Regions from separate parts of the Zea mays genome. Here region 1 is linked to region 2. The links are chromatin contacts, called in public Hi-C maps. All regions are on one chromosome and are shown on one strand. Each heading gives the region's core, a stretch centred on a gene start, on an enhancer-like site or on the middle of the called end of the contact. The rest is flanking DNA. Distances are from core to core; before and after follow the strand shown. Region 1 holds the start of LOC542705 (beta tubulin 7). Region 2 has its middle 6.7 kb from the start of LOC103640198.

Evidence for each region. A called contact is a pair of places that touch in the nucleus more often than the background predicts.
Region 1: a contact with region 2 is called in a Hi-C map of ear, with 2.6 times the contacts expected there. The contact joins the promoter of LOC542705 here to the enhancer-like site in region 2. A contact is called at or near these places in 4 of 25 Hi-C or Micro-C datasets (ear, leaf and tassel) and 1 of 3 datasets of contacts at active chromatin or transcription factors (leaf).

Annotation. Positions count from the first base shown.
Region 1 is chr9:116,328,780-116,334,923 of Zm-B73-REFERENCE-NAM-5.0, reverse strand. LOC542705 (beta tubulin 7) reads left to right here and starts at 1,763. Exons shown (of 3, transcript NM_001112218.1): 1 at 1,763-2,165; 2 at 2,457-2,726; 3 at 3,968-4,877. The coding sequence starts at 1,772. The coding sequence ends at 4,641.
Region 2 is chr9:116,134,753-116,140,828 of Zm-B73-REFERENCE-NAM-5.0, reverse strand. No RefSeq gene overlaps it. Among protein-coding and RNA genes, the nearest start is that of LOC103640198, 6.7 kb to the right of the region's middle. Within about 2 kb of position 3,493, at least 16 of the 20 cell types and tissues checked have an H3K27ac peak or open chromatin away from gene starts, as enhancers often do. A contact at or near this core is called in ear, leaf and tassel, where this site is marked.

The sequences.
Region 1 (6,144 bases), core at 514-3,013, 200 kb before region 2:
TCTATATGTGTTCCTAAGATTTGCTGATCGGAAGAAAAGTCCAACACTTGGTGAGGTGCACATGCAATACACAAACACCAAACACACATACCGGTATGTTTTTTCTTTGTGGATAAATATTTATCTGCCGTTCTTGTTTTCTCGTTAATGTATCTCATATATTTTGTATAGACCTATCACTATCACTATAACGGATTGGAACAATATCACGATCCTTCCAACATGCCTTAGTACTATCACTATGATTCGAGATAAACATGTGAGTATTGTGAAAAAAGTCGACCTATGTATCGTTGCCACCTTGGAGAGTTGTAAAATAACTTGTATTTGAGTATTGCAAAGTTCGTTGGTTGTTTGTTGCATGAGAACTGGAGTTTATGGTTGCATATGTATGTTATATGTTATTTTGGTGAACACATGTCGTGTAGATCAATTAATATTTACTATGCAATATGAATTGAGAAAACTACAAAAAAAACTTGTCAAAATTTTTCATTTTCTGTAAAAAACAGCAAAAACCGGTTCGTTTCGCGGTTAACCGGCGGTTTAGAGCGGTTTTTCACCGGTTTTTCGTCGGTAAACCGATTCGAATTCAAATTAATTTGAATTGGTCAAACCGGTCGGTTTTTACCGGTTTTTACCGGTTTACCGTTGGTAAACCGTTACCGGTGGGTAGCGGTTTTTATATATGAAACGGTTTTGTAAACCGTGGTCCCCGCCCGCCCGCTTTCACGGGGACACGTGATGCGCCCCGCTGGGGCGGCCCCCGCGTGTGCTTCGTTCGGCCTTGGCCTCGCTCATCTGTGATCGGTTCATGTGGATCGTGATGCCATGCCACTAGTGGCGCGCCTTGCACCTTTTTCCAACCGTACGGTCGCTGGCGCATCGCCATCCAATCGTCGGCGACACATCTTTTCCCCCCTCCTTTCACGAGAAAAAAAAGCTTCAGAGTGTTCCTTGGTTTTGCACTGCAGGGGAAAGACACCGCTGGCGCCCTTTGGTGAAGCCCATAGGGCATACATGACATAGTGGCTATAGGACGTTTGTTTACGTCGAAGTACTGGTGGTGGTGCGAGAAAAATATCCTACAGATAAGATAGTACCTACTACCTCTGTCCTTTGCAATTTTAGTTTCTTAAAGCGTTGTTAAAAACATTAATTAAATGTATTAGGCTAGCGATTCTTAGTCAGAGTTTCATTAAAAATTTTATTTTTATTAAATGATATGCCACGTAAGCACACATGATACATGACATATAAATAGAAATATTTAAAAAGTCGGTATATTTAGAAATCTTATTTAAGAAACGTTGGAGCATATTTTTTGGTTACTAGCACTCTAAATTAATTTTAGATAGTGGAGATGCTGACGAACTGCTGGGATAGCTTCAACCACTTTAGGGCTTGTTCGTTTTGGAGTGGATTGAGGGGGATTGGACGGTCGTTTTGGAGTGGATTGAGGGGGATTGGAGGGGATTAAATCCAATCCCCCTCAATCCACTCCAAAACGAACGAGCCCTCATGATTCGAACAAGCCCTTATGTTCGCGCAAAGGAAATTCGGGCTTTCTACAGGGACGTGTCCGTAAAACGCGCCCCGCACGAAAATGGCCCCAGCACACAGAGCCTTCTTCCGATAAAGGCTCACTCTCTTCCCACCTCTCTCTCCCCTCCCTCCTCAGTCGTCACACACACTCAGCCAGTCCGCTGCCTCCGCGCTCCCCCAAAACCCACCGCCTCGCCGGAATCCTAGCCTTCGCCAACCAGTCGCCATGAGAGAGATCCTCCACATCCAGGGCGGGCAGTGCGGTAACCAGATCGGGGCCAAGTTCTGGGAGGTGATATGCGACGAGCACGGCATCGACCACACCGGCAAGTACGCCGGCGACTCCGACCTCCAGCTCGAGCGCATCAACGTCTACTACAACGAGGCCAGCGGCGGCCGCTTCGTCCCGCGCGCCGTCCTCATGGACCTCGAGCCAGGCACCATGGACTCCGTGCGCTCGGGCCCCTTCGGCCAGATCTTCCGCCCCGACAATTTCGTCTTCGGCCAGTCCGGCGCCGGCAACAACTGGGCCAAGGGCCACTACACCGAGGGCGCCGAGCTCATCGACTCCGTGCTCGACGTCGTGCGCAAGGAGGCCGAGAACTGCGACTGCCTCCAAGGTATGTATTGTCTGTCTGATCTATCCCACCTGATCCGATGTTTTCCGGGGTTATGGAGACACGAGCCCTTCTGGATCTAGGGTTTATGCGCCATTGCGCTTGCGCTGAGCCTGCAGATCTGAACAATTTCACCTAGATCTAAGCGATTCGTGACATTTCTCGACGAATTGCGCTGTTACTTTTTTTTGTCATCATTGTCGTAGAGTTCTCGTACCTCTCAGCGATTGCTGCGCTAGACGCTTGACAGCCTTTAGTGTTCGAGTATGATGCATTTTCTCCCTTATACTGCAGGGTTCCAGGTCTGCCACTCGCTGGGAGGAGGTACTGGTTCAGGAATGGGCACCCTGCTCATCTCCAAGATCAGGGAGGAGTACCCGGACCGGATGATGTTGACATTCTCTGTCTTCCCGTCGCCCAAGGTGTCTGATACTGTTGTGGAGCCCTACAACGCCACGCTCTCCGTTCACCAGCTCGTTGAGAACGCAGACGAGTGCATGGTGCTCGACAACGAGGCTCTCTATGACATCTGCTTCCGCACGCTCAAGCTTGCCACACCAACCTGTAAGTGCTGATTGCTCTTTTGCTTGGCGTTACGCTTTCCATTTTTGCATCTGTATCCTATTCCTATCAGTTTCTGTTGTTGATTTATTTGGCATTATCTAGTTTACAGTATAATAACATGTTTGCATGTATGTTGCAAATTGATGATGCAGTGTTTTATCTGTTTATGCTTTGCGCCAATATTATTTATTGTTATAACTATGTGTGGGTCATAACTCACGGAAGCGTTATGATATGCAAACGCTCATTTCTTTTTGTCTGGAATGCAGCACAAGCAGACTAGTTTGTTCACTGTGATTTGCTAACATGTTTATTGACTATTTGCTGTCATACTCTAGCACATACATTCTATCTTGTATGTTGCCATTACACATTTTTTCCATTCTGTCTGTTATATACATGTAAATGATCAGCCACATGATGCTGAAAAACATGTTAATAATAGACATATGGGTTGTAACCCCAGGAGGTGTTTTGATATGCATAGCACTCATTTCTTTTTGTCTGGAATGCAGCGTAAGCAGACTAGTTATTCACTCTGTTTTGCTAATATGTTTATTGACTATATGATGTCTTAGTCTGGCACATATTCTATCTTGTATGTCTCCAGTACGCATTTCCCATTTGTTTGTCATATACATGTAAATGATCAGCTACAAAATGATGCTTAAAAACCTGTTAACAATAAACATATGGGTTGTAACCCAGGAAGTGTCATGACATGCATAGCACTCATTTGTTTTTGTCTGGAATGCAGCATAAGGAAAATAGTTGTTCATTATGTGTGGAAACATGTTTATTGATACATTTGCTGAAGTGTGGCCAACATTACCTATCTTGTATATTTCCAGTACGTTTACCATTCTGCTTTTGTTATACATGTAATTTGTAAACACTCAGTAAGAAGTGTTATGATATGCATAACACTCATTTCTTTTTGCCTTGAACACTTTGAATATATTTTTTTTATGCTTATGTAGCAAATGCATTATTATCTGCTTGTCTTGAACTCTTGTATATTTCCAGCATATGTTTCATAGTTTATTTGCTATACATGTGTTCATTGAGCTAATAAACCGTTCAATTTGTATGTAATATTGAAGGGGCCAGATATTTTTGCCTCATACCTGGCAGTGTTCTAATTGATATTACTTGTATTAAAGGCCTGGAGTAATATGCCTGTTAACATTTTTTTTGTACAGACATAAGGATGCCTGTTAACATTTTTTTTGTGTGTGCAGTTGGTGATCTCAACCACCTTATCTCTGCAACCATGAGTGGTGTTACGTGCTGCCTTCGCTTCCCTGGTCAGCTGAATTCTGACCTCCGGAAGCTTGCAGTGAACCTGATCCCCTTCCCACGTCTGCACTTCTTCATGGTTGGATTTGCTCCACTGACCTCGCGGGGCTCCCAGCAGTACCGCGCTCTCACCGTGCCAGAGCTGACCCAGCAGATGTGGGACTCCAAGAACATGATGTGTGCTGCTGACCCTCGTCATGGCCGCTACCTCACGGCATCTGCTATGTTCCGTGGGAAGATGAGCACCAAGGAAGTGGATGAACAGATGCTGAACGTGCAGAACAAGAACTCTTCCTACTTCGTGGAGTGGATCCCCAACAACGTGAAGTCGAGTGTGTGTGACATTCCACCAATTGGCCTGAAGATGTCCTCCACATTCGTTGGCAACTCAACCTCCATCCAAGAGATGTTCCGCCGCGTCAGCGAGCAGTTCACGGCCATGTTCAGGAGGAAGGCTTTCTTGCACTGGTACACAGGCGAGGGTATGGATGAGATGGAGTTCACCGAGGCAGAGAGTAACATGAACGACCTGGTGGCCGAGTATCAGCAGTACCAGGATGCCACTGCCGAGGATGAGGAGTACGAGGAGGAGGAGGAAGAAGAGGAAGAGACCTAAGTCATTCTCCGCAGTGCTTGGTACAGATATGATATTCCTTGTATCGCTGTTAGTACTCGTCAGTTTGAGGTTCGTGTGGTGATGCTTGCTAGGTACTAGATGGGTGGTATTGCTTATGAATGCGATGTTGTCGTGACAGAACTGCATTTCATTTTGTATTATGGTTGTTCAAGATGTTATATTACCATGAGGCGAGGTAGCTTGACTGATTGTTGCTATATTTTATGCTGCAGTTCAAGTGATTTATGTGGTAACTGTATTAGACGATGGTGGATCGGCAGATACAATATCTTCGATGATATATTAGTTTTGCAGCTAGAACATGCCAAATAATATATAGTGCTACCATCAGTTGGTCCTCAAGACAGACCAGTCGAAACTTTTCGACCAAATCCCAGGAGGTCAGAAGGCCGCATGCCCTCAAACTTTGCCTGGTTGCCATGCTTGGAACTGGAAGGAGAAATTGGGCGCTGGTGGCTCCCTGATTGGTTGCCCGAATCCCGCTGGGCATGGCTGGCCAGCAGACCGCTGCCGTGACCTGCCAGCTACCGTTCCGGGAACCGTTTTTTTCTTTCGTTTCTCAGTTCCATTAAGCATAAGGTTCCGGATAAGTTGCCGAGAGCAATTGGACTGTTTTCAGCGAAAACAAGATTGACTTGTATTTTGTGATTAGAATTGATGATAAGTGATTGTCAATGGTTAGTCTCGGGTCGAGTCACGGACCGAACAAGGCGTGAGATTATGTATATGCAACCATACAGTGACGGACCTATGATTTACAGTTAGGATAGTCTAAGATAAAAAAGAGTTGACAACTTATCCCTTTGATTTAGATTGATGATAAGTGATTGTCAATGCGTAGCGTCTCGGTCAAGATATAGACTGACCAAGACGTGAGATTATGTATGTGCAACCATACAGTGACGGACCCATGATTTAAAGCTAGGGTAGTCGAGAATAAAACAAAGTTGACATGTAATATCATATATAATACGGTACCACATATATCTAAATTCTATCTGTTAGATACATGATTAAAAAATTACAAAATGTCATATGAAGCATTTAATTCATCAAATTAGGTTGTCAGTTACATATATTTATTTCTTTTGGCTTAAATGCTAAAGAGTAGTTTGTTTTTAGACCAAATTGTAGGGTAGTCGAAGGCCTATCCAAAACACCCCTAGGTCTACCACTGCAACTATATCGGTCGACTTATGGTGTACAGGTGTGGAGCACAGGGACGATGGTCGACGGATGAGGTAAAGATCATGCAGGCTCGTGCTAAAGGACCCGGAGCAGTGATGAGTGCTGGGTCTTGGCTAATGGACCGGAGCAGCCGGATGACTAGCCGTGGTGGTTGACACCTGGGACACACATTCGCACGAGGACGTGGCGGAGCGGGTCATGTTGCCAACGTGGTCGAAGACAAGCGGGACACGTGTCCAGGATGTGTGGGACGTGCACGTAGTGCGATACTTACGGCGGTTTGGTGGTTGAGCC
Region 2 (6,076 bases), core at 2,244-4,743:
GTCCGTACGATCGAGTCACCGCACCCGCCGCCGCCGTCGACCGGCGATTTTTATCCACTACTACATGCCAAGCCAAGGTTTCGTCCTTGAGTCAGTACAAGGCTAGGATCTACCGCCAGCTGCGCGCGCCCTCTAGCTTCTTCCCTCCCCACGGCCATCGGTTTCAGTCACGCTCGCGCTCGCATGCAGTCCAAGCAACGCTACATCTCGACCCGGCCGGTCTGCTCTGCGGAAGCTTCACATGAGCTTCCGAGGAGGCACGCCGCACGCCGTTCCTCCCGCCGTGTTTTCTCTCTTTCTTCTTCTCCGTCGAGCATCCGAGACAGACAGGCATATGCAGGCGGATGGATACGTTATTTCTCGGCGCGCGTATAAATTTTTCCGTGCGTGGTTAATGTATCATATATATATATAGCACGTGCCATATCGGTCGATAGAAACTCGTCGCGTCGTATCGATCGCTGCCGTGACGACCCGTGTACGTTGTTCAAGTGTTCAAAGTGGTCCTACTAAACCCTACCCTGCTTGTTGCTCAAGCTTCAAAGATCTCTATAGCCGTTTAATTAGTTCCTTTCGTTCGTCGTCAGGTGATGCTACTAGCTGCCACCAGCTAGTTCTTGGAAATGTCCTCCACACCCCCTCTTCGCCGCATATACCGATCGACGAGTCTGGAAGTTCCAGCTCTCGACGACGAAGTCACCTCGCTAGCTCGGCAGATCATCATCAGTTCTAAATGCATGTTCCAGGGGACGACGACGAGGAGAACGTATAACTAATATAATCTATGGGCGTGTTCGGCTGGCTACAAGCCGACACTGTTGCAGCTGTTTGGATTGCTGCAGCTGCAATCCATAGAGAGAAAAATACTGTAGAAGCCGCAGCCGCAGCCGGATTGCAGCCGCAGCAAGCCGCAGCGAACAAGCTGTATGGTATCTATACTTATTTATCTATTTACACACTGTGCTTTTACACTTTTACGTGAATCGTGCACGCGTATGATGACTCCATGCCACCACATATATATATATAATGGTAATTTCACGAATCCTCAAACATGTAGTTGTTATCTCGGATGTTTTGTTCGAGAAATCATCACTCTATTCTACGTGAAGTGTTACATCATATAAGTCGATTCTTTAAATTTAGTTGATTCTTTAAATTTAGTGGAATGAGCCGGACTAATCCGCATACCGCTAGTTCTATATATTAGGTCATGAAACATGTGTCATGAGGCAACAGTTGATAAACCCTGTGTCTATTCCAGAAAACCAGAAAAGGGAAGAATAATAACATGATGGAGTGACTTAGTTTTCAAACCAGATAACACTTACTTCCTCAGTATCTATGTTAGCTCTTGATATATATATATATATAATGATGAATCTAGTCATATATAAAACATATACATTAAATATTGTACGAATACATTAATTATTTAAACGAATTTTAATTTAGAACGTACGTAGTGAGTATTAATTATTACCCCCAGAACTCGGTCATATACTCCTGTACGTACTACAGCATATGTGCATGCTAGCATGCATTGGATGTCAAAGGGTAAAAGTGGGCCATGTAGCCCCGCCTTTTTTTACCTTGACCTTGCAAAAAAATTTCCCAACAAGAATGGAACTATGTTTCCCGGCCTTTCCAGTTCCGAAGGGGCGAGAGTAGCAGTGAAAAGTGGATCCATGTATCAAATCAACCGTTCTAGAAAAAAAAACGTGGTCGTTCTGTGGTTTTCGGAGTATCAAATACCATGGACATAGTGCTGGGAATTAGGTCGGACCATGGTCCGAGATCATCGTGTTTCGTATCAAACATGTTCGTGCCAGAAAAGTCAAAAAAAACTTTTAGGCTGTGTCGTGTCAGTCCAAACTGTACAAAAGTGGTCCAGCTCGATCCTAAACCTCGTTGTGGCTTCGTTGGACTGTATCGATCCAAATCTGGACCATATATTTGACAACATAAAATTAAAATATTACAACCATATAAAATTCATATCTTACTAAATTAAAGATATTAAACAATTCTAGTATCATTTGACCACATAAACTTCAAATATCACAACAATATAAAGTCGATAACTTACCAAATTTAAGAAATTAAACAACTTAGACTTCATTGGACAGTGTCGGCTTAAGCTCGGTCCTATGTGGGCCGTGCCTGGGAGGTCAACAAGTCGAAATTTAAGGTCCCGTTAAGACCCGTCTTCAGACCGTACTAGCTCGATTCATATTATTTTCATGTCATACCGTACTTTGACTCCTATTTTTTAGATCGTACTTGTGCTGGTTAAAAAAAAACCGATCTATATTTCTAGCACTACATAGACATATATGGATACACGCACGCATCCCATGCATTCGCGTTTCACGCTCATCTGCTAGTAGACTAGCAGTTGACTGCCGGGGCCGGCGCGGCGGTGAAAAATCCAAGGGTCTCCTCCCTCTCCTACCTACGGCACAGGCACAGCATTCCCCATCGAGGCAAACCCATATCTATATCCATGGTCGGTCATGTAGTAGCTTCGTGGAAAATGGGCGACGGTCCCGATGGCCGCAAGCAGTCTACGTACACGCCGGCCCGTTGGTCTAGCTGCCGCAAGCAAGCGCGGTCGGTCAGGAAAATCGGTCGCGCAATTGTGTGGCTTTCTTTCAAACTTCACTGGCCGCTTTGAAAAGGAGGCGCGCGCGCGCGCGGAACTAGTGGCAAGACTTTGGAGCTGCACGTCGTCAACTTGTTTGGTTTGTTTAGTTGGGGCCGGAGAGGATTATTTCCGTTTCCTCCATCTCAGATCATCTCATCTCACATGCATGCATGTAGGAGTGCCATGCATCAACTGACTGATTAGCTAGCTAAACAATATTTATACAACGAGAGAGTACTCAATTAAGTAGGACATGAGTCCATCGTCACATCACGAGAGCCTTTTCGTTTCGGACGGCGACAGGACTTTCTACGTACGCACGTACTAGCTGGAGCTGGAGTAGTGGCTCGTGATAGAGCGAGCACTCGAGTATACCACTAGACGAACCGGCCGCCGCACGTTTCTCTTCTTCGCCGTACGTGTGTCTTCGAATCCAAGGCACGGAGTAATATATATATATATATTACAGTGGCATGTGGGTGCATGCGGTGTGTGACACTGCCTCTACTAGCCTGGTGCTCGGTAGGGCAGGGCTTGAGAGCGAAATTCGTTTGCTCATCATCCCTGCCTGCAGTCATGGAATAGCTCGCACACTTCGTATTTGACATTTGCAACGCCGAACTCGTGCAAATTCACTGGCTCCGTACCTTGTATCTGGTACCATCTTTTGCACGGTTCCAGATAAGCAGCCTTCTTTCCAGATTCGCAGCAATCCCCACTTTGTAGTTTTTTGTTCTTTTTTTTTGGACATTCACAATCAATGCAAGGACAAGCAAAACCAGCAGAGACCCAGAGGTAAACCGGCCCAAGCCCATTTGACCCACCAACCGATCAGTGGGCGCGTAGGCCCATTGCTGTTCAATCCCCAAGGCCCAAGTGCAAGGGCGAACCTACAAACGAGACTGCATTCCTATATATGGAACGTCGAACTGACCAGCCACCAAACGGAACATTCGTCTCTTTCAGTCTTTCACACGAAACCAAAAAAAAAAAAGCAAAACATTTGGTAGTACACATTAGTGACCGAAGACCACATTCCTGCAACCCCCCTCCCCTGTTTTTGCGCATGCCAAAAAGAAGTGCGTCGCTGGCAGGAGAAAAGAGCGCTGCACTTGGCCATGTGCAGCCGCTCCCCTCCGCCGCCACATTCTCTAGCTTTGATTCAGGAAGAATCAAGGTGTTGTTTGGTTCACATATTGGTAACGTAATGGATAACAAATAATGTTAGATCATGTTTGTTTAAGTCCATACCACACTACAAATGGATACATCCTTATTCAAATTTGTTACCACCGGTATTCGAGTGTGAGTCGTTACCATTACCATTTACGTTACATTTCGTGAACCAAACGGCACCCAAGAGGGTCTCAGTAATGAAGTAATTGCTCCCCCGTCCCGCGTCTACTCTCTTGGAGCGTGTTCCCACGGAGGCTTTGTTTGGGTACTCTAGTATTGACCTCAATCCACATGTGTTGAGGTGGATTGGGGTGTAAATTAGTTTAAGTTACACCCCAATCTATCTCAATACAAGTGGATTGAGGTTAATACTAGAGTACCCAAATTAGGCCGGAGATGGAGCTCTCCTCCGGCTCCAAAGCTGTGGCGGCTGCCTGGCGTCGTCGTCGTCCTTCGCTGCATTCAAACGCATGATTGGCAGAGCTGCAGCTGCCTGCGTTCCGCGTCAGCTCATGATCCTCCTCGTCCTTCACGCAGCAAAGGACGACCTATGGTATGGCACACTGATTATTGCTAGCTTGGCTATGCTGGCATTTTGAGTTGGATCGACTCATGTTAATTTCAAGAGGTCTATAACAGACATGACCTTCCTAGCTTACTCGTTATACAATGGTGACCTATGTCTTACTGACTGAGGTATCCAAAACACACGATCGACGTACGTTTAATCAGTTTTCTTTATTCCTTTTTTTCCAACCATCTATTGATCCGATGACCAAGGATATAGCGTCCTAGACTTGACGACCGACCTATAGGGCAACCCGGCAACATCCTTACCTGACGACGGGGTCTCTTCCAGGCGATTTCTTATCATCTGGTACGGTGGTTTAATTTCCTCGTAAATATAATCTCGTCGTTCGTCGTTCTTCGCCACACACACACACACACACACAAAAAAAAAAACGTTGGTTACCAGCTACATTCTTTGATCCATGGTGACCTCAGCCCTCGTTGGTGTCTGATCCTTGAGATCTAGCTTCACCCATCTCGGCGTCAACCCAGTTTATAACGATCTTCACTGAACAACGAAGTTCTCAGGACCTCTATGATCATTAATTAATTACTGTTACTGCGGGGAGATTGTCGACAAGGATTCACACAACGATATGGATTTCATTCTAAGGTAAGTATGTAGACAGAAATAATGTATATGTTGACATTGCTAGATTTTTTTATGAGCGTAATGTATCGACTAGTCTGGCCTAAAATATTTTGTTTATGCATCTGATTACAAAAAAAAGACTATGCAACAATAATTTACATATTCCAAATAAAAATCGTCACAGTAGTACAGTACTAACATCATATAATAATATATGTCTATGAATTCTTGTGAACTAGTAGTCCGACCAATTCATATTCCGATAAACACCATTATATGAGTTCAATTAATTACTATCAAACATCATTTTACGACCAAAATTTTAATAGATTACAGGTTGATCATTATTCTTGTTATTAGTCGGCATCAAGTAACTAATTAATATGTGTGAGCTCATATCTACAAACATGCCGACCGATGGCTTCATTTCTGCTACCTATTATCCAGTGACTCTCAAGCATATACGGTACACTTTTATGTTACTAACTTTTAGCACCATATGCAAATTTTCACACTCACAATTCGGTTCGCTTCATATTTAACATGTGATCGTGCATAGTCGAATGAATAAAATCTTAGCAAGCATGTATATGCCTTTATCTACTAATACTACTGGTGGCATAAGATTTACCCTGTGCATATATTTAGAAACCTTTTTGACAGCACTCATGCATGTTTCTTTGCCAAAAGCGTCAAAAATATCTTGGGGGTAATCCTGGACAGAATGCATAAACTTACGTAGGAAAAGCGTATATAGCTGGAATGAATAAAATTACCGTTATTTTCATTGAAGGAGAAAGTAAGGGGAACAAGATAGGTTATTGCAAAATATGGGCCACAACCGAGAAAGAAGAAAATATATTACTAGCTGATAGTGTTAACAAAGAAAAAGAGATAATTTTTTTTTAAAAAAAAATCTTTCTGTTCACCACTCAACTTGTTATTGGAAAGGCAACGAAACCGAACCAGTGACGGAGATGGCGGCAGGAGAGTATTTGGTTTCTAGGAACTAAAAATAAACTAGCGAAATTATTAAACTCCACCAAAGGACGGCGGCCCGTGATTCCGGACTGTACGGCATGGCCGCATGG